Linked DNA regions of Pan troglodytes: regions 1 and 2 are each linked to region 3. The links are chromatin contacts, called in public Hi-C and capture Hi-C maps. All regions are on one chromosome and are shown on one strand. Each heading gives the region's core, a stretch centred on a gene start, on an enhancer-like site or on the middle of the called end of the contact. The rest is flanking DNA. Distances are from core to core; before and after follow the strand shown. Region 1 holds the start of COPE (COPI coat complex subunit epsilon). Region 2 overlaps UPF1 (UPF1 RNA helicase and ATPase). Region 3 overlaps ELL (elongation factor for RNA polymerase II).

Region 1 (3,198 bases), core at 275-2,774, 460 kb before region 3:
GAGCCACTGCACCCGGGCCATCTTGTTTAATTCTGCAGGACCCCTAAGAAGTGGGTAGCAAGATTTTCATGCTCATCTCACACGTGGGAAAAGGGCGCTCAGAGAGGGAAAGGTGCTTGCCCAAGAGAGCACAGCTGGTTAACCCATACCCAGGAGGCCTGCTGGGGGCTTACCTGGTGGGTGTCAGGACGAGGCAGAAGATGCCATAGGGATCCTCAGACAGCTTCTGCAAGATGGGAAGGACAAACGCTGCTGTCTTCCCACTGCCTGTCTTAGCACAGCCCAAGCAGTCTCGACCTGGGTTGGGGACAAAGCAGCATCAACACCCTCCATGTGTGGACAGCTGGGTTTCAGAGACCTTGCCCAGGACACACAGCCAGTGAGTGGCAGGCTGGACTGGAACCCATATCCATTTGACCCGAGATGCCCACAGCTTCCTACCACCTCATTCTAACTCCGTCCAGGAGCACGTGAATTTGGGGAATCCAGAATTCCCTTCCCTCATATGCATCTTGTGCTCCCTGTTGACCCCTTCATTTGTTTATTTAATCCCTGACTTATCACATCTTAGGCTTCCTGTGGGCCTCTCTTTAATGGCCAAACTGGGTTGGGCTAGAGGAGCAGAGAGAAGACCTTCTCCTAGAGGAGCAATCACAGGACCAAGGAGTCCTGGATCTACCAGCAATTTTGACAGCCTCAACTTCTATTTGTAAAATAAAGATAGCAGTACCAGGTCTGCAGGATTTTGCGATACTATCGATTAGTCATCCATCAAACCCTCCCTGTGCTGAGACTATGAAAATTTCAGAGATTACATCACTTGCGTACGAACACAAAGCGAGTCAGTCATGCAACCTAAATGCCAACACTGTCCAGTCGTCCTCCGGAACCCCGGATCTCCTGTAACGCCCGAGGTTGCCCCTCGCCTCGTGGGACCGGAATAAGCAAAGGCTGCGAGAAGGGAAAGGAGTCGAGAGGAGCGGAGAGGCCTCTTGGGGAAGGCCCTGGGCCATACTCACCCTCCAGGATGGCGGGGATGCAGCCGAGCTGCACGGGCGTGGGCTGCTTCAAACCCAGCTGCCGACATTGTTCCACGAGCCACGATGACAGCCCGAGCTCCGCGAAGCCTGCCATCCTTGTGGCCGCTTGTAGGGGCCCCTTGTAGGGGCCCGTGTGATCCGCGCTTCCGGTGCGCGCCGACGACGTCACGAGAAAAATCTTCCTGTTTATTGGATCTGCCTCCTGCGTGGTCCCACCCTCTCCAGCTCCCTCAGCCTATTCCCAGCCTCGACCGCATCCTTATCATGTTTCCCCGGATCCCATTGGCTTGCAGAAACACACTACAATTCCCGAGATGCTCTCCGTGACGCACTTACGCCTTCCGCCCCCTTGCTTATTATTGTGGAGCTTCCCATTGGCTTACTTCGCCGCCGCTCGGAAAAAGTAAACTACATTTCCCAGCGTGCCCGTGTAGGTGTCTTGCTTCCGGCCGACGTGTCTTTCCGGAAGAGGAGCTGGTGAGAAGACAGCGAAATGGCGCCTCCGGCCCCCGGCCCGGCCTCTGGCGGCTCCGGGGAGGTAGACGAGCTGTTCGACGTGAAGAACGCCTTCTACATCGGCAGCTACCAGCAGTGCATAAATGAGGCGCAGCGGGTGAAGGTGCGGCCGTGCAGGGGCGCGGGGACGCTGGGGGCGGAGGCGGAGGACGCTTTCTGGTGGCCGCGAGCCGCGTTCTGCGTCTAAAAACTTTCTCTTTTCTTCTCGCGTTTTTTGGGCCACCTCTTCCACAGTTCAGTGAGGAGTAGTCACTGTCCCATGACAGAACCCAGAGCAGTAACAGTTTACGGTACTGCTCACTCGTACAGCGTTCTCTCTGCGCCCTTGAAAGTGTTTTGAGTAAGGGAGGTGTTTATGCCACTGTAGTGACAATAAGCCTATTTTGTTCAGCCGTACCTTCAGTTCCCGTGAGATGGAGACTGTTGCTTATCCTCATTTTACGGATGAGAACCCTAAAGTTCAGAGAAGGACTTTCCCTGCCCAACCAGCCTGGTTATTTCTCCCAGAGCTTACCCATTCATTCATTCATTCTTCATTGAGCACTTTTGTGGACGGGCACTGTATTCCGCTGGACTCAGAATGATAAACACAGTTTCCCAGCGCAGTGGCTCAAACGCCTGTAATTCTGGCGCTTTGGGAGGCCGAGGCGGGCAGATCGCATGCGCCCAGGAGTTAGAGACCAGCTTGGGCAACATGGAGAAACCATGAGTCTACCAAAAATTAGCCGGGCGTGGTGGCGGGCACTTGTAATCTCAGCTACCGGGAGGCTGAGACAGGAGAATCGCTTCAACCCGGAGGCCGAGGTTGCAGTGAACCGAGATCGCGCCACTGCACTCCAGCCTGGGTGACAAAGTTGTAAGAATTAAAGAGGAAAGAAACACGAAAGGTGGCTTGCCAGTCAAGACAGGTTTATTTTAGAGAAAACAAACCTGAGAGGCGCCTTCTGGCGGAGTTGGGTCAGAGGCACACTCTTTTACAGACTAAGAGTTTTTAAGGATTCAGGGTCGGAGAGTTTATCAGAGGCTTGAACTGCTTCTGTGTCTCTTCGTTGTGCCTATCTGGGAGGGAGAGTTGTGTGTCTGTTCCCATACATCTTTCTTTTTTCTTTTTCTTTTCTTTTTTTTTTTTTGAGATGGAGACTCGCGCTGTCGCCAGGCTGGAGTGCAGTGGCGTGATCTCGGCTCACTGCAACCTCCGCCCCCAGGTTCAAGCAATTCTCCTTTCTCAGCCTCTCGAGTAGCTGGGATTACAGGCGCGCGCCACCATGGCCCGGCTAATTTTTGTATTTTTAGTAGAGACGGGGTTTCACCATGTTGGCCAGGATGGTCTCCATCTCTTGACCTTGTGATCTGCCCGCCTTGGCCTACCAAAGTGTTGGGATTACAGGTGTGAGCCACCGTGCCCAGCCTCCCATACATCTTTCTGCAGCTGCAGGCATACCCCCCTACTCTGCTTTTAGCTTGCCTATTTTAGTGCACCTGAAGGGAAAGGAATGTGCTTATTAAGGCCCACTGTTTTACTGGGGCCCATTGTATGAAGGTGAAGTTTGGCAGTTACCCAAGAAATTTTCTTCCCACTCTCTCTCTGTCCGAGCTGTCTTTCTGTGTTTTACTGTCTCCTCTTTCTGGCTGCTTGTAGTTA
Region 2 (3,151 bases), core at 188-2,687, 410 kb before region 3:
ACCAGGTTGAAGGGGATGGGAATGTTCATGGCAGCCACGTGGCTAGGGCCGGCACTGATCATGCCAATCTGGTCATGGGTCTGGAAGTACATGCTGGAAGGCCGGCCTGCAAATCACAGTGGAACACGGCAGGTGTCACCTGCCTCGGTCAAACCCCAGCGATGCCCCACCCACCCCACCAGCCAGTCAGCCGGAGCTGCACATCTGTCCTGGCTCTGCCCAGGCTGAAGATGCGGATTCGCAGGACTCCATGTTAACTACAGCAGCCTGCCTGGGGCTGGCTGCTTGGGCAGGCACCTTCCCCGAGGAGAGTCTGCTGGGAATCATTGGCCTACACAGATCTTAAAAACTGAAAATTGGGGCCGGGCGTGTTGGCTCAAGCCTATAATCCCAGCACTCTGGGAAGCCGAGGTGGACCACCTGAGATCAGGAGTTTGAGACCAGCCAGGCCAACATGGCGAAACCTCGTTTCTACTAAAAACACAAAAATTAGCCGGGCATGGTGGTGGGTGGTTGTAATCCCAGCTACTCGGGAGGCCAAGGCAGGAGAATCGCTTGAACCCAGAGGGGGAGGTTGCAGTGAGCCAAGATCACACCACTGTACTCCAGCTTGGGCAACAGAGCGAGACTCGGTCTCCAAAAAAAAAAAAAAAAAAAAAAAAAAAAAAAAAAAAAAAAACACCTGCAAATTGGCCAGGTGCAGTGACTCATGCCTGTAATCCCAGCACTTTGGGAGGCTGAGCAGAAGGACTGCTTGAGGCAGGAGTTTGAGACCAGCCTGGACAACATAGGGAGACCCTGTCTCTAAACAAAAAAAAGAAAATAAATGAAAATCACCCTGCATTTACCAAAGGAAAAAAAAATCCTTTTTATGAAAATGTTCTATTTGTACTACATGCAGTCCCTGCCCTACCAAAAGGCAAGAAAAAGCTAACTAGCTTGATCACCAGGAAACACAAATGAATAAACTCTGGCTAAAGACAAACACCCCAGGAGTGCTCCGGGGCTAGAGATGCCCTAGGGGCGGGGAGGCCAAGGGAGCCAGGCACCGCCCTTGAGGGGAAGGAAAGATGGGGGCACCTAAAGCTGCAGTCATGGGAACGGCCAGCATCCCGGTGTGAGGACAAGGGGTCGGCCAGGTCCCCTGCTGAGCGACTCACCCTGGCTGCTCCGATCATAGACGGAGCCTGGGATGATGGCCTCCCGGGCATCATACATGGCTGTGGTCATGAAGCGGGCTCCCTGCGAAGGTTTAGATAGGTGAGGAATTTGTCATCTCAACAGAAGGAACAACTTCCCACGGGCCCGGTGGCCTGGGAGGTGGCAGGTATGCAGCTGTGAGGTGTTGACACTGTGCCAGGGGCTCTCCCTGGAGACAGGAGGGAGCTGCTGTCTCATGGCCTCTGGGTCTCGCCTGCCCTCCTTGGCAGACCTGGGCTCTGATGCTGACCCTTGGGCCTCAGCTCAGGAAGCTTCACACCCCCTCACTACCAGAGCACCCCGGGCTTGCAAAGCTTCCAACTGCCCGTGTCCAAGGTCCCAGGCTGCTGCATGCAGCACAGCAGCCCTGAGCCCAATTCCCAGAGGCCACCCAGGACTTAGCGGCCCCAAGCCAAAAATGCCACACACGGCTTGGGAGACAGGAAGTGGGCTGGCCCACCCTCCCCTAGGAGAGCCCACCCTCCCCGAGGAGAGCCCTCCCTCAGCTCACGGGCACACGGGCCAAGCTGGCACGTTCCCAGCAGTGTTTTGGGCCCGGGTTTCTCCGTGCTGCCCTGCTGTCCTGTGCAGGCGCTCACCGGGTTGATAGTGTTGACCAGCTTCCGTGGCTTGCTGAACTGCATGAGGCTCTCACGTAGGTTGTTGAGCGGCCCCTCCACCAGCACCTTCTGCTCCTTATAGTAGTTCAGCAGGTGGTTCCAGAGCGGCTGCTTTGATAGTGCCTTCGGGTTGCCCACAATGATGACGCCATACCTGCAACAAGGGCGCAGTGCTGAGTACGCAGGTGGAGAGCTGCCCGTCTCACAGGACGGTCCAAGAGGCAAGGCTGCATTCACTCAGAACCCAAATCCAAGGCAACAGAGGCGTGGACCGGGCAGCAGGCAGGCTGCCAGCCACAGGGACAGGCCCCAGAGCCCAATGCCAAGCCACTGACCCTGCACACGGGTTGATTTTGTGGCCGACTCTAAGCAGCCCCATGGCAGACACCTGGCTGGGTGGATACGTTTGGAGAGAAGACCTGCTGTCAAGAGAGTCGGCCTTCCAGGCACCGGGGCACAGGCGGCCCCACAGGGCCCCCAGCAGGCTGGGGCACTGACCCGATGCCCAGCTCCTCTAGCCCACCTCACGAAGCTGTGGGGGGACCCACCCAATACTGCCCACCAAACAAGAGGGCGCCTTAGAAAGAGGGAGTAACCAATGACAAAGCCATGGTGACCTAGAGGAGAACCACCGCGCATGTGAGCCGGAAGGAGCGCCAGGCTCTCTCCCTGTGCTGGGTGGAGCCACAGGCCAGGTCCCCCCGACTTCCAGCTCTTCCAGCTGGTGAATGGGTCCTTGCTGTCTAGTGTTTTTTTTTCCCTTTGGAGACAGAGTTTTGCTCTTGTTGCCCAGTGGCTGGAGTGTAATGGCGCAATCTCGGCTCACCACAACCTCCTCCTCCCAGGTACAAGCGATTCTCCTGTTTCAGCCTCCCAAGTAGCTCAGATTACAGGCATGTGCCACCACGCCCGGCTCATCTTTTTGTATTTAGTAGAGAGGAGGTTTCACCATGTTAGGCTGGTCGAGAACTCCTGACCTCAGGTGATCCACCTGCCTCGGCCTCCCAAAGTGCTGGGATTACATGTGTGAGACACCATGCCCGGCCTGATGTCTAGTTTTATGTGGGATGACAGAATGGACACCTTGTTCTCGGGGTCCCTTCTGCTATCATCAGTTCACAAAAGTTGTATTTTAGAACCAAAAATAGTGGACAGGACCAAAACTTACAGCCTCTCAGATTAAACAACTTGACAGACACACACAAGATTTATTTTGAATCAGACCAGAAGGGCCTGGAAAAATACGTCCTGCTGGGCTGAGGCACAGGGGCCACAGCAAACCCCCAGGACACGGAAACAAAGATCTCTCCAGTGAGACATCGTTTCTCAAC
Region 3 (3,220 bases), core at 129-2,628:
CTTCTGAATCCATCTTTGTTAGCAGTCTGGGAGACGAACTTAGCTTTTGTCAACCGGCAACAGCAAGGCAGGCTGGTTGTAGGGAAGGTGGGCTCAGACCTGGCCCCGGAGGTACCCCTCACCCAGCATCCCCAGCCGTGGCTGACTCTTCCCTGGGAGTTGTGATCAGAAACGGGGTGGAGCCCAGCGCGGTGGCTCACGCCTGTTTCCAGCACTTTGGGAGGCTGAGGTGGGAGGATCCTTGAGGCCAGTAGCTCGAGACCAGCCTATGCAAAATACTGAGACCCTATCTATACAAAAAATTAGCTGGGTATGATAGTGCATGCTTATAGCCCACCTACTTGGGAGACTGAGGCAAGAGGATCGCTTGAGCCCAGGAGTTTGCAGCTACAGTGAACCTTGATCACACCACTGCACTCCAGCCTGGAAGAAATAGGAGCCAGGTGTGGTGGCTGGAATCCCAGCACATTGGGAGGCTGAGATCAGAGGATCGCTTGAGCCCAGGGGTTCAAGACAAGCCTGGACAACATAGCGAGATCCCATCTCTTAAAAAAATTAGCTGGAGTATAGTGGTGCACACCTGTGGCCCCACCTACCTGGGAGGCTGACGTGGGAGGATCGCTTGAGCACAGGAGGTCTAGGCTATAGTGAGCTAAGATCTTGTATCAAAAAAAGAAAAAAAACAGGCTAGGGGGGCCAGGGGGCAGGTGATGGGGTCTCAGTACTGCAGGTGGTAGCCCTCCCCTTTTTGGAGCCAGCCTGGCCCCAGCACCTCTAAGACAGTTGAGTCTGGACCTGCCTTCATGACCCTCATTATCCCTTCTGCACCCTGAGGATTGTGTGCGGGGGAACTGGGGGTGGGAGACATCACGGATCGGTAGTGGGCCATCCTCTTTCCTCTCCTCTGTCTCTGTCTGTCTCCCACTGTCTCTGCACACCCTCCCAAACCCGCCATCAGATCTTTTTTCTCTAGTCCCCCGTCTCTCAGGATTCCCACAAAGTGATGGCTGGCTCTGTCTTGCAGGTGGCCAACATGAGTGCTAAGGACGGCACGTGTACCCTGCAGGACTGCATGTACAAGGATGTGCAGAAGGACTGGCCCGGCTACTCAGAGGGGGACCAGCAGCTGCTGAAGCGGGTGCTTGTCCGGTAATGCCGCCTCCCATCCCCCAGCGTGTCCCCACCCGCATGAAGGCAGCCAGAGCTTACCCAGAGGATGCTGGGGTGGTCTTGTGTGGTCCTGAAGGCCACAGGGCTTGGGAGCAGGATGGAAGGGTCCAAGTAGGCCTCTCTGGTCATCCTCCCTACTGCCCACGTGCTGCCCCAGGGCATCCCGTGGTGGGGGAAGGCCACGCCCACAGAGTGGGACGGAGGTGTGAGTCACTGGCCCCGACCTTGGAATCTTCAGACAAAAGGCCTCAGTCTGCTGAGACCCTCCTCAGCTGTCCCCAACTTCCCTTCATGCTTCCCTCCACAACCTGGGCATCCCCACAGGGCCTGGGAAGTTTACTGACTTTTTGAAAAGAGCCTCTCAAGAACCTGAAGTAGAGAGAAATAAGGCCAAACGACACTCCCGGCAGGGCAGGCGTCATTAAGCAGCGTTAATTAAATGCATCCCCTCAGGCTAATTGGGACCCAGGGTCAGAAGTGGCAGCAGCTCAGGGGAGCAGTTAAGGAGGCAGGCGGCTAATGATTTCCTTCTCCACTGCTGCCAGCTAGGGAGCTCGGGCTGTGAAGCAGGTCAATCTGCTAATTAGTCCGTAAGTGATTTCTCAGGGACTCGGAGGTATTTATGAGTTTGTAGTTGTTTTTTGGAAGTTCAGCTGTTTAAAGCAGTAATTGCCTCTGGAAAGCAGAATGAAGTTGGGGGTCCACTCTGCTCCCCTGAGAGGGTAGTGCCTGCCTGTCCACCCTGGGTGTGCAGGTCAGGGGCCTGCGGGGCACTGCCCTGGCTTGGCGGCAGGCTGGCGGAGGGCACAGTCTTGGCAGAAGGCCCGCCCCCATCCTCATACCCTGTGTCCTCTCCCTTGGCCCCCTGGGTTCCTCAGACCCTTAGGGCACTGGAAGGAGAACTGCCCAGAGCTAGTGGAGTGAGGTGGAGAAGGCTGGGCTGCGTCTCTGGGGCGTCGGGGAGCTTCCCCGGGATGCAGGCTCCAGAGCCGCCTCCAGCTCCCCTGATTCAAGGCTCATGTTCCGTCTGCTGAGTGAGCTTGCTGGGCTCATGCCAGCCCCTTGGCACTCTGCTTTCACTCTGGGCCGGCATGGGGATCAGCACTGCCTTCACAAGCTTCCACTAGCGTGCAGGGGGCAGGGTTGATGTCCCTGGGCCATAACCACATAGAAGGTGACCTGCGGTGCCCCTCTGCACAGCTGTTTTTTTTTTTTTTTTTTTCCTATTTAGCACCCCATCCCTAAGAAAGCCCCATTTATAGCAGTTTTTGACACCATGGCTTCGTGTATATCAAAGCAGGGCCTTGGAGTATTTGTTACCAGCTGGGCTAGCCCAGTGCAGGCCGTTAGCCTAGTGCAGGCCGTGAGACAGATGGGATGTGGGGGCCCAAGTCACTGCAGGAGCCTCCCCAGCTGAGCTGGCACCACATGTGGCTTTGGGGGGTGGTTTCTCCACTCATGTTCTCTTTGTTCATGATGTCCAAACCCGATCTGTCCCTGGTATCCAAATCTCCTCTCATCACTGTCCATGGGTCAGGGGTCCTGCAGGTCCCCCCAAGAGTTCCTGATTCCTCTGCCCAAGCCACACACTGCCTGGTGCCCTTACCTCCAACCTGAGCCACTCCCCTCTCCTGTGAGCCCCATGCCAGAGTCTATATACTCCTCCTTCCTGCTCCTCCCTGGTGCCAAGGGAGCACAGCTCCTGGAGCACCTCTCTGAGGACAGGGCTCCAGGAGGACTGCTGGCCACATCTTCATGCCCAGACGATGGTCCTGCTGAGCCAGCGGTTGATCACATCTAGACTTGTAGAGTCCAAGATGCTTTCCCTCCACGTTGAAGGTCAGAGGCTTCCCACCCCAACCCTGTGTTGGTCCACAGAGCCAGGGGCTGGCCAGGTACCTACTCTGGGATGGTGGGCACCACGGCCCCTGCAGGCTGAAAACTTGCCTTATCCGTCTATCCATCCTTCTGTCCTGTGTGTGGTAGTGGAAAGGCCTATCCTACTGCACGCCACCTCAAACTGCTCTTGGCAGGCTGCTAGAGTCTGTCC

The links. A called contact is a pair of places that touch in the nucleus more often than the background predicts. Capture Hi-C pulls out chosen DNA fragments and counts their contacts.
Region 1: a Hi-C map of stem cell-derived neural progenitor cells shows a contact between it and region 3, with 2.7 times the contacts expected there. The contact joins the promoter of COPE here to the enhancer-like site in region 3. A contact is called at or near these places in 1 of 7 Hi-C or Micro-C datasets (stem cell-derived neural progenitor cells) and 1 of 1 datasets of contacts at active chromatin or transcription factors (stem cell-derived excitatory neurons).
Region 2: a contact with region 3 is called in a capture Hi-C map of stem cell-derived neural stem cells, with 4 times the contacts expected there. The contact joins two enhancer-like sites. A contact is called at or near these places in 2 of 7 Hi-C or Micro-C datasets (induced pluripotent stem cells and stem cell-derived neural progenitor cells) and 1 of 1 other capture datasets (stem cell-derived neural stem cells).

What each region holds. Positions count from the first base shown.
Region 1 is chr20:21,571,845-21,575,042 of NHGRI_mPanTro3-v2.0_pri, reverse strand. It overlaps COPE (COPI coat complex subunit epsilon), which reads left to right and starts at 1,524. Exons shown (of 10, transcript XM_001137259.5): 1 at 1,524-1,659. The coding sequence starts at 1,534. It overlaps DDX49 (DEAD-box helicase 49), which reads right to left and starts at 1,161. Exons shown (of 13, transcript NM_001246588.1): 1 at 1,020-1,161; 2 at 174-297. The coding sequence starts at 1,134.
Region 2 is chr20:21,516,362-21,519,512 of NHGRI_mPanTro3-v2.0_pri, reverse strand. UPF1 (UPF1 RNA helicase and ATPase) reads right to left here. Exons shown (of 24, transcript XM_016935541.4): 19 at 1,800-1,974; 20 at 1,161-1,242; 21 at 1-106. Among named protein-coding and RNA genes, the nearest start is that of GDF1, 6.5 kb to the left of the region's middle. Within about 2 kb of position 1,437, at least 1 of the 24 cell types and tissues checked has an H3K27ac peak or open chromatin away from gene starts, as enhancers often do. A contact at or near this core is called in stem cell-derived neural stem cells, where this site is marked.
Region 3 is chr20:21,110,844-21,114,063 of NHGRI_mPanTro3-v2.0_pri, reverse strand. It overlaps ELL (elongation factor for RNA polymerase II), which reads left to right. Exons shown (of 12, transcript XM_016935516.3): 6 at 1,025-1,149. Among named protein-coding and RNA genes, the nearest start is that of ISYNA1, 22 kb to the right of the region's middle. Within about 2 kb of position 1,378, at least 4 of the 24 cell types and tissues checked have an H3K27ac peak or open chromatin away from gene starts, as enhancers often do. A contact at or near this core is called in stem cell-derived neural progenitor cells and stem cell-derived neural stem cells, where this site is marked.